Linked DNA regions of Triticum aestivum: region 2 is linked to region 1. A link is a contact called in public Hi-C data. All regions are on one chromosome and are shown on one strand. Each heading gives the region's core, a stretch centred on a gene start, on an enhancer-like site or on the middle of the called end of the contact. The rest is flanking DNA. Distances are from core to core; before and after follow the strand shown.

Region 1 (7,088 bases), core at 1,400-3,899:
GGTACTAATCAGACAGAAACTAGAGAAGCAGTTTTGGGTGTATGTTCAAGGCACCATATGTTTTTAAAATTAGCACACACCTAATATTTGTGTACAACTCTCTTGGGAAAGTTGAGATGTACTCACTCTTTTTCTCTCTATGTGTCCACATCAACTCACCATGTTCACAAATAAAGAAAGCACAGATGTAAAAATGATTTAACGAGAATATACCTTGTCAAAATGATATACTACGATCACTTTACCTCTTCCAAAGCGTTTAAACTGGGGTAGAGGGTGAAAAAACTGTAATAACTAATAACGAATAACGGGTGCAGAAAAACAAATGTAATAGCTAATAGTGGCATCACGTTTCTTTAGTGATATATAAATAGTTAATGTTATTGATATAATACAGACTTCCAGTGTATTTCCAAAACTATTGGTTCTGCATAATGTGCTTTAAAGGGAAACTAATGATCATTTCGTTATTCAAAAACTAGGTGGCTCATCAATTTAAGCAATTTACAGTCACACAATAACAAACCATGACTATAGTACAGTTATTCCAGTGTCAAGTTGGCGTTTAGCTGCATTAAAAGTGAGCATGACCTAAGTGACATGAATTTCAGGTTTATTAAAATTATGTTTCAAGTTTAGGGATCCATTGTGTATTTTATTTTCCTTACAATTTTATTACCACCTTAGTCTTTGTGCAATGTCAAAATATGCTCTATAAGTAACAAGAGTAATCCTTTTCTAAAAAAAAGTAACAAGAGTAATGCATTTGACTTAACTAGAGAGAAAAAAACTTAATATGGCATGGCCTGCTGATGAGATCTACCAGAGGCATTAATAAGATGACATTTAGCCATATACTTATTCTTATCAAAAGTAAAGAAGATGACATATGCATATGACATTCTTCACAACGTAATAACCACTTGGACAACATACACAGCATGAAAGCTATTAAATTTAACTGCTAAGAGCTCTTAGCTGAGGGAGGGACACCTTGACAACCACTTTGGGTGTATGGATTTCCTCGGAAGCCATCTGAGCATTTACAGCGGTACCCAATATAGCTCAATTCACCATAGTCAATTTTAGCCTCTACTGCTACACACTTGCTGTTGGTGCTTACACAAGCATAACCAGATATATTCTGTTGGGCCTCTATGCAACTTAGATTAGCTGCAACCCACTGCATTGAATAGAAGTAGCCATATCCAACAAAAAGAGCACGCCTGCTAAATATGTGGTAAAATGATGCACCTTGTTGGTCAGACCCGATGGACTTAATGGTCCCTTCGTCAACATTCAGGCTCATTACCTGGTCAAACTCAAACATGAGGACAGTTGATGATGCCATATTTGCACAGTTAAGTTGGAATTGTTCCCTGGCAAAGCAACCCTCTTCTAAGCCGAATGGGTATGGCACACTAATGTTACCACACCAACGGGTACAATTAGCTCTGCTCGGAATTGGATTATACCCTAGTGTGATCAGTAGGAGGAGGTTAGTATTTATTCAAGTTCTAATATCCAAAACATCTAATCACAGCTGTATATTTTGTTGCTTGATTAAGGAAAAAAAAAGTACCTTCATCTCTGGAACAGCCATCTTGAAGGAAGGGGCTGCCTGCATAGCCAGCATTACAGATGCAGTTGTAGCCGTTGTTTGATGTCACACTTTCATCGCGGCACAATGAATGCCTGCTGATACAGGCATACGTTGACCTGTTTTGCACGGTGCTAGCACAGTTGGGTTGACCAACTATGTTCCACCAAACTGCGGTCTCATCGTCACTTATGCTGATTCTGTCCCACAGCATAGAGGTCTGGTTAGAGGGTGTTGCGGTGCTAGTTTTGTTGTGGTGGTGGACAAATTTGAGCTGAAAAGCATCAGGAAGCAGACCTGTGACAGGAAAACTGCAACATCCGATGCCACTGCAGTTGAGCCTCGACATGGTCTCTGTGATTGCTTGGTCCGGACACACAGTTCCACAGACCCATGTTGTTCTGTGTGTGTTATTGTTGACCCAATACACATCCAGATCGCAACCAGTGATGTTCAGAATGGTTTCCCCACGGCTGAAGGATCTACCAGGCGGTTGGAAAGACAAGTAGTAGACATGGACACCAGACTTCATGGGGATAGTATGCCAAAAGGAGGTAATGATTCCATAATCATTGTCGTAGTAATCTCCATCGCTAGCAACGACGATGTTGTCAATTACTTCGGTGATGCCGTCACGCAAGAAAAGTCTGGGGGACTGAGCTGTGTCGTCGCAAGTGAGATTGAAATCAGGCCCCCGGGAGCACCTGGATCCAATGCCAAAGGGGTAGTCGAAGCTCAGATCGCCGCATGTCTTCAGGCAACCATCAAGCATGGCAAGTGATGGATGCGCCCAATTCCCTTCGGGGTTGTGGCTTGTTACAACTCCAGATGCTAACGCTGTTAGGTTTCCTAGTGACCCAAGTAGCAAAAGAGAAAGTGATGCATATATCATCAGTAAGATGCCCATGACACACACCTTGTGCGGCTCCCAACTTCACTTGAAATTCAGTTCAGGCTGGGGACTTAACAGTGTGGTGAACGTCTCAGCTGGAAGGCCTTCTCTTGTATGTAGCACTTTCGTGACTGGCTTGGTGCTGCAAATTTATGGAGACACAAGACCCAAGTAAGAAGACATGGCACAAAACAAGACAAGTAAGCACCTGGACTCCAGAGGACATTGATGTGGTTGATTTGGCCACATTATAGTGCACCACTACTTTCTTGTGGCGTTGCTGCCGCAGAGCCTTCTTGATGTGCAGGATATTCTATCCCATCGAAGAGGGTGTTGACAAGTCTTTGCCAAATGGCTCATTTCAGTTCAGAATAAACCTCTTTGCATTATTGGCTATTTGGCTTGTGGTTCGTGATGCAGAGATAGACAGTGAACGCTGTCCTGCTCATGGACAGTGACAGCAGGCTGCCAATCTTTAGCCACACCTAGTGAGGATAAGCTAACTGATCGCTTCCAACCGATCTGGCTACGGTACCTGAACCCCATCCCGAATTGTAGGCGGTGTTTCTTTAAGCTGCAACCGAGGGCAGACTAGTAAAGTGAAACATTCTGCAGAGAGTAAATCAACCATAACCATATAGTACCAACGAGTCGTGCACGAAAACCATCGCCCAGGCCCCCCCCCCCCCCCCCCCCCCGCGTCGTCTCCTCTGAGGCGACTCGGGGGCAACCCTAGCGCCGCCGCTCGCGCTCCCTCCCCTCCGCCGCTGCCAGAGGGGCTCGCGGCGCTCGCGCGCGGCCCCGATGAAGGTGGCGGCGGGGGATCTGGCGCCTCCTCCATGGGTGGAGGGCTGCGGCTCCCGGGGCGGCGGCCCCGACCGGTGGCGTGCGGCGTGGCCTGGGCGGCGGGCGGCGCCGGCGGGTGCTGGTGGGCGGCCTCCACGGCTGCGTGGGCAGGTGGTGGTCGTGGACGTCGGTGCTGCAGTGGCGCCTCGCTGGCCGCCGGTCCACCTTGGAGAAGCTTCGGCACCGCCCGATCTGCTCTGATCCGTGCCTGTGTTGGTCCCCGGCGGCTGCGGTCGACGTTTCTTGGTGATTGCTGGCCGGATCTGGCGGTTGGGCGAGGATCCGGGGGAAACCCTTGGCCGGCGCGGCGGCCCCCCCAAAGTCGACGCCTTTGGCGCCGATCCCCTTCTTGGAGGCTTTGGGGTGGCTCCTCTCCCATTCGCCTCCCCCCTAAGCTCCGGCGAAAGTCGGCACTCCCCTGATCTGGGCGTCGACGACACCTTGGTGCCGTGATCCTTCTTGAAGGCGGCGACCGGGATGTGCTCTTGGGGGTGGAGCGGCTGGTGGCTTGGCTCCGAAGCATGACGTCCTGGTCTTCCTGCGACTTCCTGCTCGGCTTCGCCCGGTGCATAGTGATGCCTTCTTCGGTCTTCTCCATCGGTGTGCGCCTTCGTTCGACAGCTCGCGCCCCGTGCTCCGTGCTGCCACTGCCGGCTTGGTGCTCGTTTGGTTGGTCCTCTGTGGTCCGCTGGTCAGCTCCATCTGCTTCTCCTACGGCAGCTGGACACCTTGAGTTGGGCTTTGTGATAGCCATTCTGCTGTTCGCCGTTGCGGCACTCAGCGAGCCTGGGTGAAAGGGTAGTGGCCCTTTGCGACGGTGGAGACAGCTCAACTGTAGCCCATGTTTGGCCTGTGGATGCAGCCGGAGCTCAATGCTTTCTCAATGTGGCCCTCCTTCCGTTTCTTAGTTGGCTAGTTGGTGTAGGCGTAATGCTGGGCGTCGGCATCAGTGTTTCTGCTGTTGCCATTGTGTTGTTCCACCTAGTGCCTTGTATCTTTCTTTCCGCTTTCCTTTGCATTTCATCTGTATCATGGTGCCTTTGTAATCCTGGCCGGTTGATGGCTTTGTTAATTCAAAGTCGGGCTAGGTTCGAGCTCTTCTCGGGCTCGGCCGGCGCCTTTTCTCTAAAAAAAAACCATATAGTACCAACTGATGGGAAAATATGAGCACCCAAAATTACCGCATGAAAATGAAAATCTGCATAGAAACTCACCAGCAGGGGACACTTGGCAATCTTAGTCTCGCATAGTGGAAGATAAGCTAACCGATGTGATGGTTTCTGACTGAGGTAACAGTAAAGTAACTGAATCCATCCCCAATTTTATGCGTTACTATTTTTTTAAGCTGCAACCAAGAGCACAAAGTAAAGATTTCGAGCACCGGAGATGAAACTGCAGATACAGAATCAAGTACAAAAACAACAACAGGAAATGAGCACCTGTACAAGGATCTCATCTGAAGAGCTGAACTGAAGAGATTATAACCCAATGCGTGGGCGAGATTGGCCAATCTCTTCTCAGGAGTCAGGAAGCATGTCCAATCAATTATTCAAAGGCCTCCGCTGCCTGCTCCAAGGACACTGGAGGCGGAACATGGAGAGGGCGCGAGCGACCGTCATGGATGTGGAGGGCACCAAGACCAACAGGAGGGAGGTTAGGGACCGTTCTCGGCTATCACGCCCATGCCGCGGAATGCTGGGAAGGATGAATGGAACAGAGTCAAAGTAACATCAGGTAGGAGAACAAGGAGGCGGAGGGGGAGGTGGCGAGGTTGGCGCGGGCGGCGGGCGGCGGCGCCGGAGGGGCGGGGATGCCATGTACCGCCCTGGGTTTTTTTTAGAGAGAAATAGCCAAGCTTTATTCATCAAAGACCACATGAAGTGGGATACAAGTCAGGTCATAGGGTTGGCCAAACCAGACGTGGCGTCCCGGACCCAATGAAAGTGAATGCTTGACTAACTTATGAGCTTCTAAATTGTTCAAACGACCTTTGAAAAAAAAATTACAAAGAAAAGATAATTGTTGGACTCTAATCTCCTTAATGATGGCTCCATAAGGTCCACTGCTATCATTATGGATAGCGCTGACCACCTCCTTTGCATCAGACGAAATGACAAATTGATTAATATGAAGATCGGCTGCGAGTGCCAGGCCTTCCCGACATGCCATTGCCTCGAGCGAGCGTCGCGGGATCATCCACTCCTTTGATTACGAGAGCCGAACTTCCGAGGAACTTTCCCGTGTTATCTCTGCATACCGCTACAGCTGTCCCCCTGCTTCCTGATCTGCATCCCGCATCAACATTGATTTTTGCATAGCCCGCAAGGGGGCTTTTGGTTTCCTCCCGCCATTGTTTGCCACCCTGGTCTGGGTACAGACCTGCTCGTGTCTTCCATTGATCACCTCAAGTTCATTGATATACCTATCGACAAAAGACATGATCGCATGTGGGCTCTAAATAATGCCTTCATGAATGGCCTTCCGCCTTGCTGCCCAGATAGCCCATAAAGTCACCGAGAGTTTAACAAAGTCAGCATGAGATAACAGCTCCATTAAAGTAAATAGCCAATGTTTGGCCTTTGGCTCGGTTGTTGCTGCCAGTTTTTGCAGAAGATCCCCTTCCACTAGCGCCCAAGTGCACCTAGCCATTGTGCAATCAAGGAGTGAATGTCTCCAGGAGTCGGGAGCCCCGCATAGACCACATGAATGACCGCCCTGGTGGAAGAGGGAAAAGAGAGAAGAAACTGGTCGCGCGTATTGGGTTGGGCCCTCACGACTTAGTCCTGTAGGCCGAACCCCATACTACAGCCCATGTTCAACCGTTCGGTCCGTTTTGTAGAGCAGCTCCCTTAGGCCCTTTCCACTACTCCACGGCGTATACGTACCAAGCATAACACATAAGAAAAAAAATAACATAGCACACTAATTAAGAAGGAGAGAGAACACTTTAATGATCCTAGAAAGAGCCAATGTCAAACACGTCAACCTAAGAAAAACACTTAAATGAAGGAAGCTCGCCAATGCATGAAAGAGCTAGGTGCTAAATTATTAAATGAAGTGAACTTAGATATCATAAGTTAATCATCTATGCATTAAGAACTTGAGTTGCTAAACTATTTAATGCACTTAGCTGCTCATCTAAGCATTTTTGCATTGAAGGAGGCCTTATTTGATGGATCGTGCGTCATAATGTTGCTGTTTCGCACGTGAAATCGAGCGACTGTTTAGATTGGGCCGGCCCGTTTCAGCGTTTGATCGTTCCGTTTTCAAAAACCTTCTAGAGATTTCTAGCCCGTTTTCTATGGTCTTGCAAAACGTCTAGAATGTTCCTAAACTAGGTTTTTTCTCTTCTTTTTCATTTTTGTTTCTGTTTTTTTCTTCATGTTTACTTTTTTCTCCTTTTTTCCCTGTTCTGTTTATTTTCTTTACGTTTTTCGCTTTCTTGTTTCTTTTTTATTTTCTTTCTTCCCTTTTTTATTTTCTTCTATTTTCATTTTTCTAATATTATTTTTCCTTTTCTAAAATTTTCCAAAATTTAAAAAATGTTTCTGTATTTCACATTTTTTTGACAAATATAAAAAAGTTCAGACGTTCAAAAATTTGTCCGCTTATTTTAGAAAATGATAAATGCAAAAAATGGAATTTTTAAAATGGTTTTATTTTTATTTATGTATTAAAAATTATTCACATGTTCAAATTTTGTTCATGATTTTCAAATATATCTTGATTTAAAACTTTTGTTCTCTAAAT
Region 2 (7,088 bases), core at 1,211-3,710, 250 kb before region 1:
CTCTTGTTTTATCTTAGTACACTGCATTTTTAACGGATCATACTCAGTCTTGTGAGGACAGGCAGTACAACTGAAGCTTCCATTGGTATTATGGCAGATCCCTTTACATTTGTTCGGTTGAAGGCATTCATCAATGTCTGAAAATTAACAAATCTTAATAAGATGCGTTGAAAAATATATACGTCCCTCTGATTTACAGTTAATTTAGGACGTCGCCATGGTCTCAATAGTAACATTGTAATATATATTTCAGAAAAAGTACGTTGTCTCTAACAGAAATAATTATGTACAACGAAAATATATGTCATGACTAATCTACAATCTGAAATTTGATATTGCCCATGTTTGATTTATATATTTAGAAGTGGCGCAAAAATGATATTAGAAGTGGCGCAAAAATCATTATCTAATAGTAACATGCAGTTACTTTCATAAAACATGCCGTTTAATACATATGTACAACTTTCTTGTGGGAAGTTATAAGACACTAGTGTCAGAAACCCTCTTATATTACGGGACGGAGGGAGTAGCTAACAGTACATTTTTCTGCAACTATAGGGGTCAAGTATCATTTGTAACCTAGAGAGAGGGAGGGAGGGAGTACCTTGACAACCATTTTGGATGTACGGATTTCCTTGGAAGCCATCAAAGCATCTGCAGCGGTAACTAGTCATCGCTTCATCGCTTACTTCCACACACTTGCTGTAGGTACTCACACAAGCATATCCAGACCTATTCTGTTGGGCCTCTGCGCAACTTAGATGAGCAGCCACGAATTTATAAAATAAAAAATACCCATATGCCCAAATATGACTCTGTTGATCCTGTTGAAGCCATGGAGGCAGGGGAATAGAGTAGGGGCGGAAGGTCCCATTGTAGACACTTAGATGAGCAGCAACGGTGACATTGAAGGTCCCTTCGTTGACATTTATGTCAATGACCTGTTCCTTCTTTTTTATTTGAAAGGGAATGACCTGTTGCTTCTCCCGCGTGAACAAGGCAGCCGATGATGTCATATTTGTGCAGTGGAGGTGAAACTCATCCCTGGCAAAGCAACCCTCTTCGAGGCCGAATGGGAATTCCACATTAATTTTACCACACCAGCGGGTACAGTTAGCCCTGCTCGGAATTGGATTATACCCTAAATTGATCAGTAAAGAGTTAGCATATGTAACGATGCACAAAATGCCTAACAGCAGCTGTGCGCTGGTCACTTCATTAGGTGGAAGGGAAACAAAAGTTACCTTTATCATTGCTGGAGCAGCCATGTAGAATGTAGGGGTTGCCTGAATAGCCGTCATGGCAGGTGCAGTAGTAGCCACTTGTTGTTGTCGGTGCACCGTATACATCTTGTGGATCGCTGTGGCTGCACTCGGCATGCTCGCTGACACACGCAGCACAGGTGGGTTGATCCTGAATTTTCCATGTGAGCTGTAAGACATGAGCACTACTTACCCTAATTTTATCCCAGAACTGAGAGGTCTGATTAGAGCTCGTGCTGCTGTTTTTTCTGTTGTGGTCTAATTTGAACTGATAAGTGCTGGCATAGCTTTCCACGTCAACACGGCAGCATCCAAAGCCATTACATTTTTTCATAGCCACCATCTCTGTCATTTCTGGGTTCGGGCACACAGTTCCACATATGAACTGGACGCCATCCTCTCTGACAGAGTACACATCCAGGTCGCAGCCGGTGATGTTTAGAGCAATGTCAGAAAGATGGAAGGACCTCCCCGGCGGTTTCAAAGACAAGTTGTAGACACTGACACCAGATTTCATGGCGATGGTATGCGAGAAGAAGGCATAGATAAAGTTTGAACTGAAAAGAGGATAATCTGCAGATTCGATCACCTCGGTGATGCCGTCGCACAAGAAGAGCCTGGGGGGCTGACTGGTGTTGTTGCAAATGAGGTTGAAGTCAGGTCCACGGGAGCACCTGGATCCGATGCCAAAGGGATAGCCGAAGCTGACACTGCCGCAGCTCGTCGGGCAGCCATGGAGCGTGCCACCGGCACGGGATGGTTGCGCCCAGTTCCCCTCTGGGTTCTGCTGGCCTGTTACAACTCCGGATGCCAGAGTTGTTAGCTTTCCCAGTGACCCGAGCACCAATAGAGAAAGCATCAACGGGAAGATTTCCATGATCAATCTAGAGTTCTACACTACACCCTGCACTAGAAAAATTCAGGTCAGGCAGCGGTGCCTTCTCTTCTAGGTATCCTTTGCTGCATATATATAGCAATGGTTACAAACTTACAGTTGACCCAAGGATGACCGGAAGAGGATTCGTGTGAATGTGGATTTGGATGCTGTGTGCTTGGATGGCATGTGAAAGCAGATGATCAATCATGCTGCCCATGTGGATGTGGATGTGGATGTGGCAGTGGTGTACCTTGATGGGATGTGAAGGAGAAGACCAGGACCATGACCTTAGCAGGTCGGTCCACTAAAGGGGCTTACAGTTGACCCAAGGAAGACTGGAAGAGGATTCGTGTGGATGGGGATGTGGTGTTCCTTGATGGCATGTGAAAGCCGATGATTAGGACCGTCTGTACATGCCCATGTGGATCTGGCAGTGGTGTGCTCAATACAATGTGAAGAAGATGACCATGACCTCGTACTGCGTGCCGCAGGAAGAACTCAGCAAGTCGGTCCAGGGCCAGTCTATGCCCATTCCTAACAAAACCACGTTACACATTTCATGTGCGGATTTTGTGGGTTTCCAAAGGTTTGCTCTGCAAAAAGAGAGAAAACAAATGAACATGCAGACTTGCATCATGTAAGTGGCGAACCTCACAAGAAATTCAACTGGTTGGGAATGACATCTTCGGTCTCCAGCTCCACTGATACCTTTTTTTTAAGGAGGATAACCTCCGGCCTCTGCTTCAATCGATAGATGCAGCCATATTATTAAATAAAAGCGTAACAAAGTCTCAAGGTCCCGCAAAGCTCATAGTCCGACCTTAAAACAAAACACAAACGGAAAAGTGCCATATTCGATGATAAGAAATAGACTACGATGCCTACACACCTAGCCTATTATTAGCTCGCCATCCAAATCGATTGAAGATAGCCCATGCTACCATCTCCTAACGGTTGCATCTAATGGCCAAAAGCTCCCTGAAGCCCGCATGAGTGAGTAACGACTACATACGGATCCAAGTTGTAGCTTTATAAATAATCTGCAAAAAATTAGTGAAATTTGCTCCATTAAAAATCAAATCATTCATAGTAATTCCATATAGCTCAAAATAAAGCACATATCCCTGTCCAAATATGTTTGGCTATGTGACTCTCCACTCCATTAAGCCACGTCCCAAATAACGTGTTTATGCTCATTGGAGGATGTATGTTAAAATCAATATGTATCGATTGCAATAATAATTTCGCAAGTGGACATTTAAGAAAGAGGTGTTTAAGATTCATTTTGATCACAAAAGCAGCATCTAAAATTACCTACCCAGTTCCTTTTTTTCAGATTATCTTTGGTGAGAATAACTCCTTTGTTAACGAACCATATAAATTTTTTAATTCAAAGTGGAACTTTAATCTTCCAAAAGTGCAATGACCTCGACAATGGCCCGGTACCAATTAAGTCCAGATACATAGAATTCACTGAGAAGGCTCCCCTCGAAGCTAACTTCCAGCGAATTGTATGAGCTTGATCTGATAGTTGAACGTCCATCAACCTACGGACCAGTTGCAAACAAGTATCCCAATGTTCTTCTACTAGGGATCTCCTAAAATGGACATTAAGCGGTACCGAGTTTAATACTATGGCGGCGTCCCCAAGTGGCGTCCGTCCAACTACCCGCGCCCAGTGTGGTCAGCTTAATTTATGACCTCGGGCCCATGCGTCAACGACGGCGGTCAGCCTTTTTTAAGCCGAGCATGCGGGGGGGGGGGGGGGGAGTCCTCATCCGCTTCCAGAAAGCCACCTGTCCCCATCTCGCCACCGTCTGCTCCCCGTCGGCGGCAACCCTAGCCACCACAGCGAGGTGTTCTTCTCATGCAACACTAACAGCAACCGCTAAGCCAAGGGCAAGGCCCCTGCAACCCCTCTTCCCCGCCTCGGCCCACCTTCGCCGGCGCCTTCTCGCCGGCCGAGGCAGCGCGTGAACGTGCCAGTGCACCAGGCGGAGTGGCACTGGCAGCACCACGTCCCTCTCCCCTACCCCGACGTCACCCTGCCGAACGATTGGCATTTGGATCCGGAAAGGATCCCAGTGTCGGCGGCGCCGCGGTCGGCACGAGCGCACGCGAAGGAGATGTGGCGCCGGCGGGTGCTGCTGACGCCGGAGCAGCGCAGCGACTCCACGTACAACGTCGACTCATCCTATTGGGCGCGTTGATTCGCCTTCGAGCACGAGAAGGCCAGGTGACACAACGTCCGTGAATCACGCGTAGCTCGCCGCCGCCGCCCATCGTCGTCCGCGACGAGGACCGGGAGGCAGAGGCCGCCTAGGCCATGGCAGTTGTCCTCCGAGAGAGCAAGGAGGACGAGCGGCGGACGAGGAGGAGGAGGAGGAGGCGTACCAGGTGGCCATAGCGCTATCCGCGGCCGGCGACTGCGTCGTGCCGTCGGTGGCCCCTCCGTCCCCAGTGAAGGCTAAGCCAGAGTCGACCCCCATCGAGCGCTACTCTTGTACCGCAGTAGGGCGCAAGTGGGTGAGCGCCCCGCCGGCCTGGTACGGGGCGACTGAGGCGCAGGAGGCGACGTACCTCGAGTACTGCCGCCAGCGACGGCTGGCCGAGGAGCGCCGCGACGGCGAGTATCTCGAGTAGCTCGTGCGCGACGCCGAGGCAGAGCAGCGTGAGGCGGAGGAGGAGGCGCGCCAGGCCGAGGCTGCAGCGCCACAGCTCGCAGCCGACATCATCGTCTCTTGGAACATGGCTTACCCCTGGGTCGGGCCTGCGCCAACGCTCATCGACCTCACCGGTCCCGATGTCGACGACAAGGACGCCTAGGGCAGCGCGCCGCCTCGTAGTTTTACTTTTTTAATATTTAATTAATGTAAATGTGGATGCGTGGACTCTGGCCTGCCTTCCTGGACAACTTTAATGTTTAATTAATGTTTGTTTTTATTTTTGAAATGTTTGTATTCTTTTTTTTCTGCGCGCCACCATAAAATGGGTTGGGCCATAGTTGGGCGTATGCGCCGACCCAAAGGCACAAGCGGACATGGGTGTCCGCCGGGCCGACCCAAACAGACAAAAAGTGGACAAAATCGTCGTCCATTTGAGTCGGCGCGTTGGAGTTTGCTCTAAGCGCCCATTTCATCTCTCCTCTCTTATGAGGGTTTGCTCCACTGGGACCTTGCATCCAAGCTAAACTTATCACCAAGGGTTCGTGTGGATGTGGTGTGTGCTTCGGTGACATGTGAGAGCACATGATGACCCTCGTACATGCCCATGTGGATCTGGCAGTGGTGTACTCGATACAATCCGAAGAAGATGACCATGACCGTGACCTCGTACACCGTGCCGCAGGAAGACCTCAGCAAGTCGGTCCATGAAAAAGGGGCCAGTCTAAAGTTTGTTCCTGATAGGAAACCAAAGATGAGAGGGAACAAATGAGCACGCAAAGCAGTAGGTGGGGCATGAGGAGAACGCGGGGTCGTACCATTCAACCTGTTGTGATTGTCATCCTGCTCGTCAACAACGGAGGGCGGCTAGCAATCTTCAATCCCCCCTTAGTGAGGGTAACCTAACTGATATGGCTTTCAACTAGGGATGTAAGTGGCAAATAAATGGCATCCGCAATCCTGTTTAGTTAGTTTTTGCTAGTTTGATAGTTCATTTTGCTCAAACAAACAAAAAACCTTTTTAAACTATCATATCATAAGTGGACTTTAAACAGGATTAAACGGGACCCGGTTGACATCCCTACTTCCAACCGAGCTAGGTGACAGTAACTACACAAGACACTCCCCAGCAGTAGGTTGGGCATTAGGATGACGTGGAATCGTACCTAGCAAGCTGTTGTGGTGAGTGCCATCGTGGTCATCAACGGCGGAAGCCGGATAGCAATCTTCTTCAGTCCCCATCTGATGGATGCAATCTAACTGATATCTTCCAACCGAGGAAGGCGACAGCAACTAAATCTTTCACCAACATTAGCTGGTAGTCGCTTAACTTGCGACCGAGGGAATCACGAGGTAAAAACTCTAACCTCTGGAGTGAATTTATAGATTCTGAAGTAAGCAAAACAGTAACTCATTTTATTTTATTTGAGAGGAATAACACAAATTTTAGATAAGCTAACTGAGCTAAGCAACAGTAACTGAAGTCCATCCTCAGTTTAACTGTTGCTTGCTCAAACTGCAACCGAGACCACAGGATAAACATATACTACAGAAAAAGGATCATGTACATGACTGATGTTTGCAATGATTATTTTGGAAAATTTCCATGAATCTGTTGGGTTCCATTGTGGAAAAAGGGGACCTCATACGCTGTGCCGCAGGAAGACCTCAGCCAAGTCAGTCCATTGAAGGGGCTAGTCTAAGTCTGTAACTGCTAGACCTTTTCGCTCGTGGATTTTGTGGGTTTCCAAAGGTTTACTCTACACAAGAAAGGCATTACCGACATACAGAGGAAATCCAGAGTTCATGCAAACATAGAGAGGGAACAAATGGGCACGCAAAATTACAGCATGAAAATGTGGAACCACACAAGAAATTCACCATCAGCAGTAGGGCGTCAGCAGAACGCGGAACCGTACCATTCAGCCTGTTGTGAATGCCATCTTGCTCGTCAACAATGGAAGCGAGCTAGCAACCTTCAGTCCCCACCTGTGGAGTACTAGCTTCCAGTTGAGCTACGTGGCAGTAACTGAATCCATCAACATTATGTTACGGCCCAGCCTACAGCCCCTACCGCACCAGCCCACACCAGCGGTCAGGCCCAAGAGAAGAACGGATGAGCCCGCAAGCCCAGCAAGCGATACGGAGGCCCAGAATGGACGACCTAGCTACTTAAGCTAGCGGGGGGACCAGACAGAGGCAGGCAGAAACGAGACACTGGCGGCGGCGGCTCTCACTCCCGATCCGTTTCTTCCTTGTATCCCATGAACCCTAGATCGAAAAATC

Evidence for each region. Hi-C and Micro-C count contacts between places; a contact is called where the count stands out from the background.
Region 2: a Hi-C map of leaf shows a contact between it and region 1, with 3 times the contacts expected there. The contact joins the promoter of LOC123080949 here to the promoter of LOC123080947 in region 1. A contact is called at or near these places in 2 of 5 Hi-C or Micro-C datasets (both in leaf).

What each region holds. Positions count from the first base shown.
Region 1 is chr3D:609,793,834-609,800,921 of IWGSC CS RefSeq v2.1, reverse strand. It overlaps LOC123080947 (wall-associated receptor kinase 5), which reads right to left and starts at 2,649. Exons shown (of 4, transcript XM_044503897.1): 1 at 1,583-2,649; 2 at 1,313-1,476. The coding sequence starts at 2,507.
Region 2 is chr3D:610,039,879-610,046,966 of IWGSC CS RefSeq v2.1, reverse strand. LOC123080949 (wall-associated receptor kinase-like 3) reads right to left here and starts at 2,460. Exons shown (of 4, transcript XM_044503898.1): 1 at 1,245-2,460; 2 at 605-1,141; 3 at 1-137. The coding sequence starts at 2,139.